Linked DNA regions of Mus musculus: regions 2 and 3 are each linked to region 1. A link is a contact called in public HiCAR-type data. All regions are on one chromosome and are shown on one strand. Each heading gives the region's core, a stretch centred on a gene start, on an enhancer-like site or on the middle of the called end of the contact. The rest is flanking DNA. Distances are from core to core; before and after follow the strand shown. Region 1 overlaps Insc (INSC spindle orientation adaptor protein). Region 2 has its middle 35 kb from the start of Calca. Region 3 holds the start of Calca (calcitonin/calcitonin-related polypeptide, alpha).

Region 1 (4,612 bases), core at 2,083-4,582:
AGGTATTTTGTAGACTCCAACAAGCTGGTTATAAAATGAATATAGAAATCTAAAGATTTGCCAATATCGTCTTAAAGAACAGAGAGTACTTGTACAATTCAATATTGAGGGTTTTTTTTTTTTTTGGACTGGGGTACTCAGTGTTATATTGGTAAAAGGATGGTCCAAAAAGACTAACAGGACAGACTATATCCATCACTTTGTTTACACAAAAGAATCACTTCATGTGAAGAAAGTCTCAATAAGGAATTTTCTAGACCAGATTGGCCTGTGGGACATGTCTGTGGGAATTTGCCTTGATTGGTAGATGATTTAGGATTAACTGTTAACTGCCCATTTTAGGTGGCACCAATCCCTAGGCAGGGTCTTCTGAGCAATATAACAAAGGAGGAAACCAGCTGAGGGCAGGCAAGCAAGGATCCATGCATTCAATACTCTCTTTCCTTGACTGATTATATGATGTCACCAACTGCTTAGAGCTCCTGCCCTGGGACAGCCCAACCCCCAGTGACAGACTGTAATCTAAAATCACCAACTCAAACACTTTCTCCCCTAAGCTGCTTTCTGTCAAGATATTTTATCACAAGAACAGAAACAAAACAAGGACAGTGTCAAACAAAATACAGGAGAATGTCCTGAGCATTCTGGAGAAAGCAAGGATTTCTTAAATAGACAGAAGCAGCACTCACTATAAAAAGGAAGATCAATAAATAGGACCTTAACAAAATCAAGACTTTCTATTTATCAAATGACAACATTAAGAGAAAGATAAAGCAAACCACAGGCTGACAACATTTATTCTCGCCATCTCTATCTGAAAAGGGATTTGTGTCTAGAATACATTTTAAAATTTATAAATCAATAAGTCAAGACAAACGATCCGATGTTTTTAAATGAGAAAACATCTCAGACTGTCGTTTCAAAAAAAAAAAAAAAAACACAAGACAACCAAATGGACAGCAAGGATATGAAACAGTTCTCTGAATCGTTACTCATCAGAGAAACAAACTTCAAAATCATCATAAAAGATGAATTTGTGCCTGAGTAAGTCAGAGGCAGGAGACTGTCTCGTAAATCTACAAACATGTTCATCTGTGCTTCTGAACTGATCTAAGAAGAGGCCCCAGCCCAGCTCTGAAAATTGAACACGCTCATCATCTCCACAGGTCTTTCTGTCCGTCTGTCTCCCTTTCCCCGTAAGCCTCATCTTTTTTCTCACAGCCCTTCCCTCTCTGTGGGCAATCAACAGGCCCGCCATCACTTGCTCTACACGGTCAGTACCAGAATGTCCAAGGAAGGGCACGCTTCTGGTTCAGTTCCATCCCAATCTGCACTGATGCTCACAGATGTTCACAGTCTCCCATTTCCTTTTGCTGCCAGAAGCCCTGTGTCCCCTGCTCCCAGTGACGCTTCTCCACTCAAAAGCCAAAGGGTAGCCCAGCATCACATTGCTGTGTGTGCCAGAAGCATCACCTCCGCCCCCAGTCAATTCCCCTTTGTAATGTCCCCTAAGGTACAGCCTCTCTTCACCACAGAACTAGCATCATCTTCACAGAGAATTTTCCGTGTTTCCTGAGTCCTTTGGAAGAAATGCACACTAAGTAACATTTTATCCACAGACCAGAGTCTTCTCAGCCCTGGTTGCCCCCACACAGAGAAGGAAGGGAGCGTTCCAAAGCAGGGCACCGGGTCAAAAGGCTGCAAGTTCTGCTCCAATGGCTTCTCGGGAAGCATCCGCGCACACCCAGGGGACAGACACACCCAGGGGACAGGTACCAGAGTTCCCAGCCGAGAGAGCTCAGCACCATCTCGTTTTCCTACTTCACATTGTGTCTTACAAAATCCATTCATACTCCACATGCTACCAGAAAACTTACTAAATGCTATTGGGAAACATCCTCTGGTTCCTTAGAGAGCCACTAGCCACGAGAGAACAGGCATCCGTGCTAATGCCAGCGTGGCAGCCTCTACCCAGGAAGCATCCCCAGCCTTGACTGCTTGCTCTTTATCTCATCTGTCTCACACTGGCTATGCATCCTGGACCACCAGTTCCTCTGTCTGCTTGGAGATGCAATGATTCGAGTCTGAAGAGGGAGAGAGAAAGGAGAATCTGGCACAATGCATGAGGCCCTAGAGTGTAATGGGACTTAGCTCATATCCCACAGAAATATATTCAAATATGTTAGCCATTCTTTCCTTGCTGAAGGACCCGCCCCACTCCTCCATCTGCTGCCTTCACTTCACACAGGACCCTGAAACTGCTGGCAGAGGCTATACCTCACGTCAGCCCCATGGCTGGTGGTAGGAGTGTGTGTGTGTTTGTGTGTGTGTGTGTGTGTGTGTGTGTGTGTGTGTGTGTGTGTCTGAGTCTGTGTCTGTGTGTCTGTGTGTGTGTGTCTGTGTGTGTGTCTGTATGTGTGTCTGTGTCTGTGCAAAGAAATGCAAGCCATTTCCTTGGCAAGCCAAAGGGTGACAGCATCTCCAGCCCCCCACCCCCCACGCCAAAGGGTGATGAGTGGCAGGGAGCATGCTCAGTCATGACCTGGGAGACAGGAGTGTTCTGCCCAACAAACATTGCGCAGAGTCAGAGGCCAAGCCTGATGCCTGGGCTGAATCCCCTCTACCCACAGGATGGAAGGAAAGATGACTAGCTGTCCTTTGACCTCCACATGAGCACCGTGGCACGTGTGCATGGTCACTCTATAACACATGATTAATTAATTAACTGTAAAAGATACATAGCTGATCCTTTGGGGAAGCCTCAGGATTAGGGGCTAGGGGTACAGTAGATTGCAAGATCTGTCTGCATCTTTCACCTAGAGGATCATATTCCTGTAAGAAACGTTGGTTGTCTTGAATTTTAACCATTCCCCCTCCCTCCTTGTATGTCTCAGGATATATTTTCTGGTCCTAACTGCTGATGGTGGGGCCCGTAGCCCAGTAGCCACAGCACTTCCAGGAAAATGCTGCCTCGCGGCCTGGCAGGGCTGCCAGTAGAGCTCTTGTCCACCAGGGGCCGCTGTTGCACAGCACATGGTGTCCCACAGAGCCCCAGTGTGAATCACTTAGGTATCCAGACTGCCTTGCAGCTCCAAAGCTTCAAATTCAGGTTGGAACCGATTGGCAGGAAAGCTGCAGCTCCCAGCTGGCACTCTGGTCAGTACTGGCCCACCATGTCAGTGATATCCTAGTAAAAGCAGAGGGAAAGTACACGGGATGGGAATGGGGGTGGGGTGGGGGTTTGATTCCACCCTTTCAAGCCTTAATCCTCTCTGCTCCTACCCAGGAGACAGACTGAAGTTAGACTGTAAGGGAAAGGAATGAGTCACACTCTTCAGAGAAGACTGGGTCAAGGTTTTCCCCTTCTCTGCCATGCTCCAGTCAGAGCTGACTGTGGCTCTGAGACGCTGGGTTCAGTCCCAGCCTGTTCCCAGGGCAGCTGAATTCATTGTCAGTTACAGGGTGGAAGCAAGACTTGAGTCCCAGAGAGGAGAGGGCAGGATCTGGGGGGTCTGTTTTCAGAGTAGCCCGTCTCTTAATCAAGAGCTTCTCCTGAGAAAAGAAGGGTCTGTGGGTCAAATCATCCAGAGGCCCCTCTCCCCACACAGCCTCACGTAACTATCAGGACTGGATCTAGCAAAGTAAGTCGCTGGCTGCCTTGTGCTGGCTGCCTTGTGCTAGGGCCGCACACTGTGGCCACTACTGCTGCTTTTGAATCGTGGAGGGGAGAAGGGATCTAAGTGGACGAGAGAGGACAGAGAGGACAAGCACGGGGCTCCCACTTTGGCCCTGTGCTTCCTGTTGTCTACCTTTGTCAGTCTTACTTGAACTTTTGTAAATCGGAATGGAGGTAGCCACCACTCCCTGCCTCACTTGAATAACAACTGTGAGATTCAAAAGGGCAACAGGATGGGAGAAACTGCTTAATTTCTTTTAAATGTACTATTTCTGACTCATGACCACCGAGCAGAGCACAGTGGGGAGAGACTTCTAGTAAGCAGGCAATGGAGCCCTCCCCACCGCTACCACCACCGAGCCCACTTCCTCCTGCCCAGGGTCTTTGCCTAGACCTCCCTGTCTCTATTTTCCATGCACCCCAGAGCGTGAAAGGTGAGCTGGCGTGTGATGTAAGCCGCAGTTTCCCTTCCCACGTCCACCCACACCTCAGAGACTTTTTCCTTGGACTTGAAATTAAGCTCTTCTGCTCTCCCCTGATCATCCTTAATTTCTTTATCGATTTTCATTAAACTCTCCCTTTGGCTCCAGGACAAAGTAAACTAACTCCTTATTTCCCCACAAAAGGGGGGGGGGTGATTGGGTAGAAACAAAAGAATGTTCTTCGGGAAGTGAGACTTTCTCTTGTCTAAGGCTAAAGGGAAATTTCTAGAACTGTCTTGAGAGCTGGCTAAAGTTGGCTGAGCACTGGGCTTGGAAAGTTCCTAACCTCTTACAGTCGTAGACCTGTGCCTTTCTGTTCTGCAGGTACCCAGCTCCTCATCTGAACCATATGTTCAGTTAGCACTAGTCCTGATCCTTGGTCCCATTCTTTGAGCCAGCAGTACCTGGCCCTTACTTTAGTCACACCTGGAACTCTTCTGTGGCTGTTGCAAAA
Region 2 (4,368 bases), core at 1,588-4,087, 150 kb after region 1:
ACAATTCTAAGGTCTCTCCAACTGAGAATATTAACCATCACAGGTATAGAATAATTTTCTATTAACAAAATAATATAAAAAATAAAAATGATATGCCTTTTTATGCTAGAAGAAAACTACATTTAGTTTAACATGTCTAGTTATTTAAACTGTACAAATAGGAGTTTGTTTTTTAAACTAACTACTTCTTAAAACATATTTTAAGAGAAGAAAAATTGGAGTTATATTGGTCTGCTCCCAGTTGGCATAAGAAAATACTGCAGGCGGGGAATTTTATAAACAATGATTTAGTTTGCCTTATGGTAAGGAAGGGTGAAGGTCCTAAATGGAGTTACCTCATTAACTCAGCCTCTGGAGAGAAGCCTAGGATAGATATCATCACAGAGATAGAAGCACATCAGGGTGAGATGCTGATAGTACAAGGAAGACAGAAACCAAGGAGGGCTTGTCTTGCTGTTTTAATAATAGCTTCCTGTGACACCGAATTCAAACTCCTCAAATGACCCAATTGCTTCCCATTCAAGCCCACCTCCTGAAAGTCCTACCATCTCCTGACATTGATGTTCTGAGGATCACACTGCTCATAACTGAACTCTTCGTGGGCAGACTCAAACCACAGCCGAAAGCATAGCCAAAGTTAATAACATATTCCTGGAAAAAGGAATGATGCTATATATCTTAGGAGTTTTGAAATTTTTGATGACTATGATGAAATGTATAAGGCCTGCCAGTGAGTTGACTCGGTCAATGGCACACCTGTATAAGAATGCTGTTCATCAACAGAGAGTCTTTGTAGCTGTGCTCTCCAGAACACTAGGCACTAGCTACATGCAGCTACCAGACACCTGAAATGTTGTTGAGATAACTGAGAAATAGAAATTTTCATTCTATTTAATACATAAGAATTGAAAATTAAATGCCCACAAGTGGTTCTCAGTAGCAAGAAGGGCATTTTTCTCTCCGTTTCCACTAGAGGGCACATCTACTCAGCAGAAGAATACAACAAGTCTACCCTGACTAACTAAAGCTGTTTTAATCCCCTGCTTTGGCACTCCAAGAAGCCACCTCCCTGCACTACCTCTTCACTGCTGCCACTAACTAAGAGCAAATGCATTTAGCATGCTATCACCAAGGACAAGAACTGATCCACATCAGAAGACTCGAGATCCATAAACTAATGTTATACAGAACATGCTTATACAGTGAAGGAAAAAATACTCTGCACAAATGTTCACTTTTCTACAAGCAAAATTGATATTAAATTCTCCTTTAAAATTATCAATCTTTATAAATCCTCATCATCATGAATTTCCAAGAAGAATTAGATTTACAGTTTCTCAAGCTTACGTAATAACAGGAACTTGAGTGTGAAGCAGTACTAATCAATATCCACTGGTCCAGCATTTTCCACCCAGCACCTGAAAGCACTGTTTTCCAAAATGAAATCAGTTTGTCAACAACCTCTGCATATGCTCTGTAAGCATCATTCTCTGTCCATATTTTTACTGAGGTATCCATCCATACGTTTCTACAGAGTTCAAAATAGTGCCTTCAAGCTATTTTTCCCTTCTTATATTTACTTACATATTCATATATATGTGTGTGTATATATGTATATGTATATGTATATGTATATGTATATGTATATGTATATGTATATGTATATGTATATGTATATGTATATGTATATATGTGTGTATATATATAGGTATATATGTGTGTGTGTATATATATATATATGTATATATACATATATATATATACACAGGGGTTGGGGTTTTTGGTTTTTTTGTTGGTTTTGTTTGTTTGTTTGTTTGTTTGTTTTGTTTCGTTTGTTTGTTTGTTTGTTTGTTTCGAGACAGGATTTCTCTGTGTAGCCCTGGCTGTCCTGGAACTCACTCTGTAGACCAGGCTGTCCTCGAACTCAGAAATCCAACAGCCTCTGCCTCCCAATTGCTGAGGTTATAGGCATGCGCCACCACTGCCCGGCCACTTATATATTTCTTATATTTACTTAAAATGTGCTGCAACCAGTGCACTTACTAAGCACTTAGCATGGGCCAAACATGAACCAAGGTGCTGGGTATACATTTCAGCAAACAAGGCACACATGATTTTGATCATTGTGAATTCTAGAGAAAGCAAAGAAAGATACACAGATTGTCAGTTGCTGATCAGTATTATGGAAAAATCAAACAGAAAGTGAACCAAACTTTTAAAATAGAAAGCAGTGTGATGTGCTCTGCATCTTTACAGCATCACTTCCACCATGGTGAACAGACACTGTGGGGACTGGCACCGAGAAGAGGAACAGGAAACCCAGTGGAGAAGCTGACTCACCCACCTGTGAGATTCCCTAGCTAGAACAGGGTAGCCCAGAGATTTTACAGAGCAGTGAGCCTGAGCAGGCTGCTCACCTCCCTGCCTGTGTATCTTGAACTGCATTGCTCCAGTTTTCTTTCTGTTTCCTATGGGTCTTAGAAATACTAAATGTATGTCTCTCACAAGACAAGAGAACAAAACAAACCTGACATCTTCTTATCCCCTAAACCAAATTAAGAAAAGGTGGAATTCAGTATTGTCTCCTCCCTTCCCTTGATTTAAGTCAGGATGTCTAGAGTTAGAAACTGAGGCAGGGGGGTTATAGGTGTGCTAGCTTTACATCAGCATCACAAAATACCCAAGTATTGACCAAGTTATGAAGAAAGACTTACCTTCAGCTCCCAGTTTCAGAACTTCAGTCTGTGGTCAGTTTGGTTGTTTTGAAGTCTGTGGTAAGGAAGTACATCTGGGCAGGGAGCAGGCAGTGACAGAACTATTCACCTCATGGTGGCCCAAAAGCAAAACATAGGCACGACAGGAAGGACCACAGACCTCTCCCTTTCAAGAGGTGCTACAAGGATCCTCTAACTAGGTTCCACTGCCCAGCAGCACACAGGCTGGAGACCAGGTTTTAACACCGAGTAAGGCAGCAGGGGACGCACTTAAGATCTAAACTATGACATTGGGGAAGTTACTCCCCTAAGCAAAAGGGTGTGAGGACATGGGGCAAGGCAAGAAAGCAAAGTTAGAAGAACAGCGTCTCTCCTCTAACAAAATACTGCATGAGTGATGGACAGGAAGGGAAGAAATGAAAGAGAATGGGGCACTATTTGGAAAAAGAAGAAGGCCAGCAGGGCTTGGAATCCAAAAGGTTGCAGTGCTGGGCAACTATGAGCAATGAACTTGAACAATGACTATGAACACACATGAACTTGTCATATGAAACCTACTGTTTTGTGCAATGAATACAGTCATAACAGAAAGAAGAAGCAGAAAGCTAAGTAATTATGTCTCAGCTAGGTAGTAGCCTCAGTGTGGTCCTGCAGAGTGCCCTAGAGAAATGTACCATGGAGAGGTTCTCTCCTAGAGCAGAGGGTTGGCCTCCATCAGCCATTTCTTCTCCCATCCTCAGGAGGACACACCTTTCGTGTCTTGTCTCATTTCCCTCACCGGCACACCCTTCTCCACAGAACTATTTCTCACTGGGAACCCTCAGCTATGGACTGATCAATATAGGGTATAAAGGCTAGTACCCTTGCCTCAAGGCCAAGAAAGGTAGCTGCTATTCACACTGCTGAGCGGGGGCGCAGCTCAGGCTGCACTTTAGCTGAATCTGCCTTTTGCTTTGGTTTCTTCCCATCCCTAGCTTCATGCCTCATTATTGTAAACAAGCTCCTTTTGAGAGCAAGTTCTCAGTGAAGCAGAAGAACTCCCTGCTGTAGTTGTAGCATTTGCTAAGGAATTGTTGCCTGGCAACAATTGTCCCCCTGATACTGCAGCAGACACCTACTTCCTGCTGCCCCACGGTGATTCTACGTTTGTAACCCCAAAACAGCTCAAGCTACTTCTTACTGTCTTTCTAGTCCTGCCACCCTCCAGCTATACTCCTGTTAAGAATCACCTGGGACTCCCAGCAAAAAAGGCACTTTCTGGCTTTATTTTCCAATACTGACCTCTCTGGTTGGTCTAGGAAGCTGCACTTTTTATTTTTAATTAATTATTTTATTTACTTACATTTCAAATGTTGTCTCCCTTCCTGGTTCTCCCTCCACAAGCCCCCCATCTCCCTTCCCCTTTGACTCTAAGAGGGTGCTCCCCCACCTACCCACCCACTCCCACTTCCTCCCTCTAGAATCCCCCTTCTCTGGAGCATCAAGCCTCCACAGGTCCAAGCACATCCCCTCCCCCTGAGGCCAGGCAAAGCCATCCTCTGCTACATATGTAGTGGGGACCATGGGCCAGCTCGTGTATGCAATTTGTTTGGTGGCTTAGTCCCTGGGATCTCTGGGGGGTCCAATTAGTTGATACTGTTGTTCTTCCTATGGG
Region 3 (5,001 bases), core at 1,124-3,623, 180 kb after region 1:
GAACACTCCACAGCCTAGGAGCAGAGCTCAAACCCACCCAGTGACACTGCCAGAAAACCAGTGCTCAACACTGCACGGGTTAAAGCCAGGAGTTTTTTCCTTAGGAAATGCTTATAGGAATCCATTTGTTTAAAAAATGATTTCTGGATCCCATATATTAGACATCTTTGCAGTTGAAAGAAGAAACAAATTCCCCAGGTGCACTTGGCACCTGAGCACACACAAAAAGCAGATTTTGTGCATCAGTCCCAAGTGGCAATGACCCAGTGGCTCACCACTGTCATCTCAGCCCTCGCCAACTTGTCTCCAACTTGTCTCATAATTGCTCACGAAAATTTAGTCCAGGTCTCAGAACTAAACTGCTGGAAGCCCAGGAAGGCCACTTCTGGGTGTCTGCCTCCAGGGATTCCTGTGCCTGGGAATCCTAAATCCAGTGGCGATAAAATTCTTCCAGCTCTGGTTTCCAGCCTGGCACTGCCTGGCCAAGCCCATTCTCCCAGCCCTGGATGGGTCTTGTTGCTGCTCTGAGAGCAGACCCTGTGGAGAGGGATTCCTGGCACTCCTTTCCTCACATTTTTATACCTTAAAACTTCTGAGATGCCCCAGAAGTTAAGCTGGAAAGTCATTGATGGCATCCTAGAAGTTAAGTGTTCCATCATTCTGCTTTGAGGGACACATCTGGGATGTTGGTAGGACCGACAACTCGGGTTCCATGGCTCATGCCATTCAAGTCTTCTTGGAAGCTAATTTCTGCTCTGTTTAGAGAAATATGAAGCTTGCTTGGGTGTCCCCCCCCCCATGGTCCCCAGATTCTCCAATGTGTTCAACACACTGGCTAGGTCTGGACTGGCTGCTGCATGTAGCACCGCACACTCAGACCTCACCAACTGCAGAAACATGAAGCTTCTTTGTCCCCAGACAGCAAATGCCCCAGTTAGGACCTCCACCCTTGTCGGTGTTCCTGGAGCTCACTGCTCAGACAAAATGAGTGTCCAAATCAGGGGAGTGGTTGTGAGAGGGATCAAGTCAAACTAATCTGATGTGAGATGGAGATCCAAGAGCAAACATCCTGTGGGAATGTGGCATGGACTGCAGGAGGGACGTGAAGGCAGGCTTCAGACAATTTGAGAACCACTAAGGATGCTTCTGTGGGCCACAGAGACTGCTGAGTGGCTGTGCTTTCTGGAGAGGATGCCTTTTTGGAAAGAGCGGAGAGTCTCTGTGCCAGGAGAAGTGTGACTGGGAGCAAGTGTGAGGTTTAGGATGGGCAGCATCTCCGCAGCACTGTCAAGCCTGCCTGCTCTTTAGCTCTTCAGCTCAGGGATCTAAGGGTGGGGGTGAGAGGGCCTCCCACTCCACCCCCGGATCAAATACAACTGGAACATCTTGGCAAACAGCAGCAGGAAGCAAAAGGACAGCTGTGCAAATCCTTAGGCAGGCAGGCAGCCTAATGAGAAGTGATAGATAGCCAGGCAGGAGGAGAAAAAGATCTACAATGGAGACTTTGGAGGCATCTGGTTCTTCTTTGTACTTTCCCCACTACCCCTTCGTACCCCCTACCCCAAGCAGGACCCAGCTAAATACAACCCCTTCTCACACATGTGAGTGTGTTATCCAGCGCATTAGGAATGCCAAGCTGAATACAGATGATTCACACTGGAGAAAGAGAGATTTTATAGCCCAGAAAACACCAAGGTTTCTTTCTACAAGCAGGCCCTTCAAAGGGGGACTATGATACCCACTGAAAAGTTTAATATGTTGAGGTTTCATGCAGGCTTTGGGGGTCTTTTGGGGGGTGTCAGATTTTTGAGGATTTTTTTTTTCATTTTTCATTTTACCTGTGGCCACATAACCCCAAATGAGGCAGCTGCCACAAGCCTCGGGTCTAACTGAGTCCTTGTGTGCAGTACCAACACCTCTGACTATCTGCCTAAACCTGTGTGCCACGCTGCCAGAACTAGCCTTGCAGATCAAGAATTCATCCCTCAGGTGCACTAAACTATTCTAGATTAGGCACGGACTTAGGTGGGGGTGGGGGTACGATTAGAATCAGACATGCAGCAAGGAGTGCTTGAGATACTGGACTCTACTCTCCAAGATTCTGAGATTGGAGTCAGGAATATTCAAAGTCAAGAAGGAAAGAAGAGATGAAATTTATCTTGATGTCAAAAGGCCCTCCAAATTCCCGCTAATTTTAAGGGTGGCTCTCACTGATCCGTATCATCTCCCCCACTTCCACCAATGACCTCAATTTAAATTCAAATGGTGTCATCTTGCTAGATGCTCTGAGTTCTGGAAGCACAGAGGTGACGCAATCTGTCTGGGGCATGGGGCCCTTCCACCTATTGGCTGCCTGGAGCCCCGAGACCCCTCCCGACTCACCACGGCGGGAATAAGAGCAGCTGCAGGCGCTGGGAGGCACAGGAGCCACTGCCAGGATCAAGAGTCACCGCTTCGCAAGCACTGCCTGGCTCCATCAGGATCCCCGCAGGCTCAGCTCCAAGGCACCGCTCACCAGGTGAGCCCTAAAATTCCTGTTCAGGTGTGTAGTTCTACTTTTCTCTTCCTCTCCCTCTTCTCTCCCGCTCTCGCTGTTAGTCCTTGGTTTGTCTTTCCTGACAATCCCAGTCCCCGTTAGTCATTAGTCCTAGCGTGGTTCGTGTTAGATCCCGATCCAGATAGGTCCCTACAGAACTGGTCCGCAGAGCCTTCCTTCAGTTTCGCTGGAGCGCAGGCTCCAGTCTCACGTTTCTCTCTCTCTGTACACCTGATCCACCAATCTTGGGACGCTGAGCTCCTAGGCTTCACGCGCGCAGTCGGGCGTAGCTCTTCTTAGATGGTGCTTTCAGTATTCTCGTTTCCTGAGAAATTGGTCCTGAGTCCGAGCCTAGGGCCAATATGTAGCGAACAAGAGTCAGTTGCCGCAATTGCAAACCCCGATTTGGGACCCTGGGATTAACAGAGAAGTGTTTTCCACCTCAACTTTAGATTGGTTCTTGTAGGCAACTGAGTTGCCAGAGGGTGGAGCAGCTGAGCAGTGCAGCCGTCAGTTTCTCAGATTTCAAGGCAGAAAGATTCCCTCTCCATAGACTTTCTTTCTCACATTCTTAGGTGTCTGTAAAAAAACTCACAAAGAGAAGACAACTCTACACTTCCCTGTGGAGACAGATGTAGAGACAGGAGACACCTGGGATTCGTAGAATCCTTGAGACTGATCTCACCACCACCACTCCTTTACCACCACCACCACCACCACCACCACCACCCCCGACCCCCCGCACCCTCCCCCTCCTCCATCTTTAGGGCTAAGATTCTTTCCAAACCGTATAGGCTACATGCACACTGGACAATGAGGGAACAAAGATGATGAGAAATGTGGTTATCAGTATGAAGCCAAAATGTCGGGGAGTCACAGGCATAAGCACACAGAAAGCCAGGTCCATGGGCTTATAGAACCTTGAACTGATATAAATAAACAAATGAATAAATAGACATTCTTCTCTTGCAGGAAGGCATCATGGGCTTCCTGAAGTTCTCCCCTTTCCTGGTTGTCAGCATCTTGCTCCTGTACCAGGCATGCAGCCTCCAGGCAGTGCCTTTGAGGTACGTGTAAAGACAGGAGTCCTAGTGTCCTGGGACTGGCCAACTTCCTGTTAACCACAGAGTACCGAATGTTTAAAACCCAACTATCTGGTGGAAAAATATATACATGTACATAGACACACATGTAAGTTCACTATAAGCTTAAATTTCAAGTAGCCCTTTAACTAACAAAATGCTTTCACCACTTCCCCCCCATATTTAGTATCAAGAGTTAAACCTTTTTGTTCAATTCATTCCTTATGAGACATGAATTTTACTCTAATCTGCTAACTTGCCAATAAATATTACTGACTCTAATTTATAATCTGTTAATCTATTTCTCATCTACTTTACAAACTGTATTTATTAAAATGAGCCCCCAATTCAGATTCAACAGTAATTATTTTGTCATTCAATTTGCCTGCACTTATCATTTAACTTGCAAAATTCCTAAACTTATGAGGACGCTGACTCAAGCCTCTAGTGTAAGCGGCAGGCAGGGAATCAGAGACGGTGCTAGACTTGCTTCCTCTCCACAGGTCAATCTTGGAAAGCAGCCCAGGCATGGCCACTCTCAGTGAAGAAGAAGTTCGCCTGCTGGCTGCACTGGTGCAGGACTATATGCAGATGAAAGCCAGGGAGCTGGAGCAGGAGGAAGAGCAGGAGGCTGAGGGCTCTAGGTAAGGCCCCTTACCCTGCCTAGCCCATCCACAGGAAGGCGGAATCCAGAAGGTAGGAGAGAGCGCACTGTCCGCCTGGCTGCTGTTTAGCAGGACACGAGGCTCAGCTACTCTCAGGCTGAAAGAAGACAGAAGTCATCGGGTGAGACTGTAGTTAAATCACACTTAAAAAAATTTATTTCTGAAAGCACTTAAGAGAAGGCTAGGAATAACTGTAGAAATCAGTCTGCTAACATTGGGGAGACTTCCTGCAATAGTATGAGCGAAGACTGGTAAAGCCTAAAGTCTGCAGAGATGGCATTGTGGCCACAGGGCCAAGGAGAGCACCCCTCCCTATCCTTGCCTGCCTGTGTGCCCCCAGCTTAGAAACAGACCAACCCTGGTCTGGCTCCTGCATTACCCAAGGAAAAGCATGTGTTACCCTACAACCATCCCGAGAAACACCCTGCCAAGCATGAAAGATTAAAGAGCACATGGAATGTCAGAAAAGTCACCCTTCTCCTCTGCCCTTCCCCACATTCTTCTGGCCTACCACACCCCAAGCCTTCCCGATAGTGTATGTGTGAACCAACCTCCTACCAGCCCCGTCCCAGCTTCTAATCCTGTGACTGATTTAACCTGCAGACTGCCCACAGGGTCAGCCCTGGTGCATGGCACTGCCTCGCATGTCTTTTCCCTGCAGCTTGGACAGCCCCAGATCTAAGCGGTGTGGGAATCTGAGTACCTGCATGCTGGGCAC

The links. HiCAR-type assays count read pairs that join an accessible place to other places.
Region 2: a contact with region 1 is called in a HiCAR-type map of Th17 cells, with 4 times the contacts expected there. The contact joins two enhancer-like sites. A contact is called at or near these places in 1 of 39 promoter capture datasets (hippocampal neurons), 13 of 484 Hi-C or Micro-C datasets (the HL-1 cell line, cerebellar granule neurons, cerebral cortex and 6 more) and 4 of 115 datasets of contacts at active chromatin or transcription factors (Th17 cells, double positive thymocytes and embryonic stem cells).
Region 3: a HiCAR-type map of embryonic stem cells shows a contact between it and region 1, with 2.7 times the contacts expected there. The contact joins the promoter of Calca here to the enhancer-like site in region 1. A contact is called at or near these places in 9 of 39 promoter capture datasets (the 3T3-L1 cell line, cranial neural crest, embryonic stem cells and 5 more), 21 of 484 Hi-C or Micro-C datasets (the HL-1 cell line, Sertoli cells, Th1 cells and 10 more), 5 of 115 datasets of contacts at active chromatin or transcription factors (all in embryonic stem cells) and 3 of 9 other capture datasets (adipose tissue, embryonic stem cells and pancreatic islet).

The regions. Positions count from the first base shown.
Region 1 is chr7:114,816,136-114,820,747 of GRCm38.p6, reverse strand. All of the region lies in intron 7 of Insc (INSC spindle orientation adaptor protein), which reads right to left. Among named protein-coding and RNA genes, the nearest start is that of Gm24982, 14 kb to the left of the region's middle. Within about 2 kb of position 3,332, at least 46 of the 459 cell types and tissues checked have an H3K27ac peak or open chromatin away from gene starts, as enhancers often do. A contact at or near this core is called in Th1 cells, Th17 cells, cerebral cortex and 1 more, where this site is marked.
Region 2 is chr7:114,669,545-114,673,912 of GRCm38.p6, reverse strand. No RefSeq gene overlaps it. Among named protein-coding and RNA genes, the nearest start is that of Calca, 35 kb to the right of the region's middle. Within about 2 kb of position 2,837, at least 17 of the 459 cell types and tissues checked have an H3K27ac peak or open chromatin away from gene starts, as enhancers often do. A contact at or near this core is called in Th17 cells, where this site is marked.
Region 3 is chr7:114,633,729-114,638,729 of GRCm38.p6, reverse strand. It overlaps Calca (calcitonin/calcitonin-related polypeptide, alpha), which reads left to right and starts at 2,373. Exons shown (of 5, transcript NM_001033954.3): 1 at 2,373-2,518; 2 at 3,509-3,603; 3 at 4,122-4,262. The coding sequence starts at 3,518.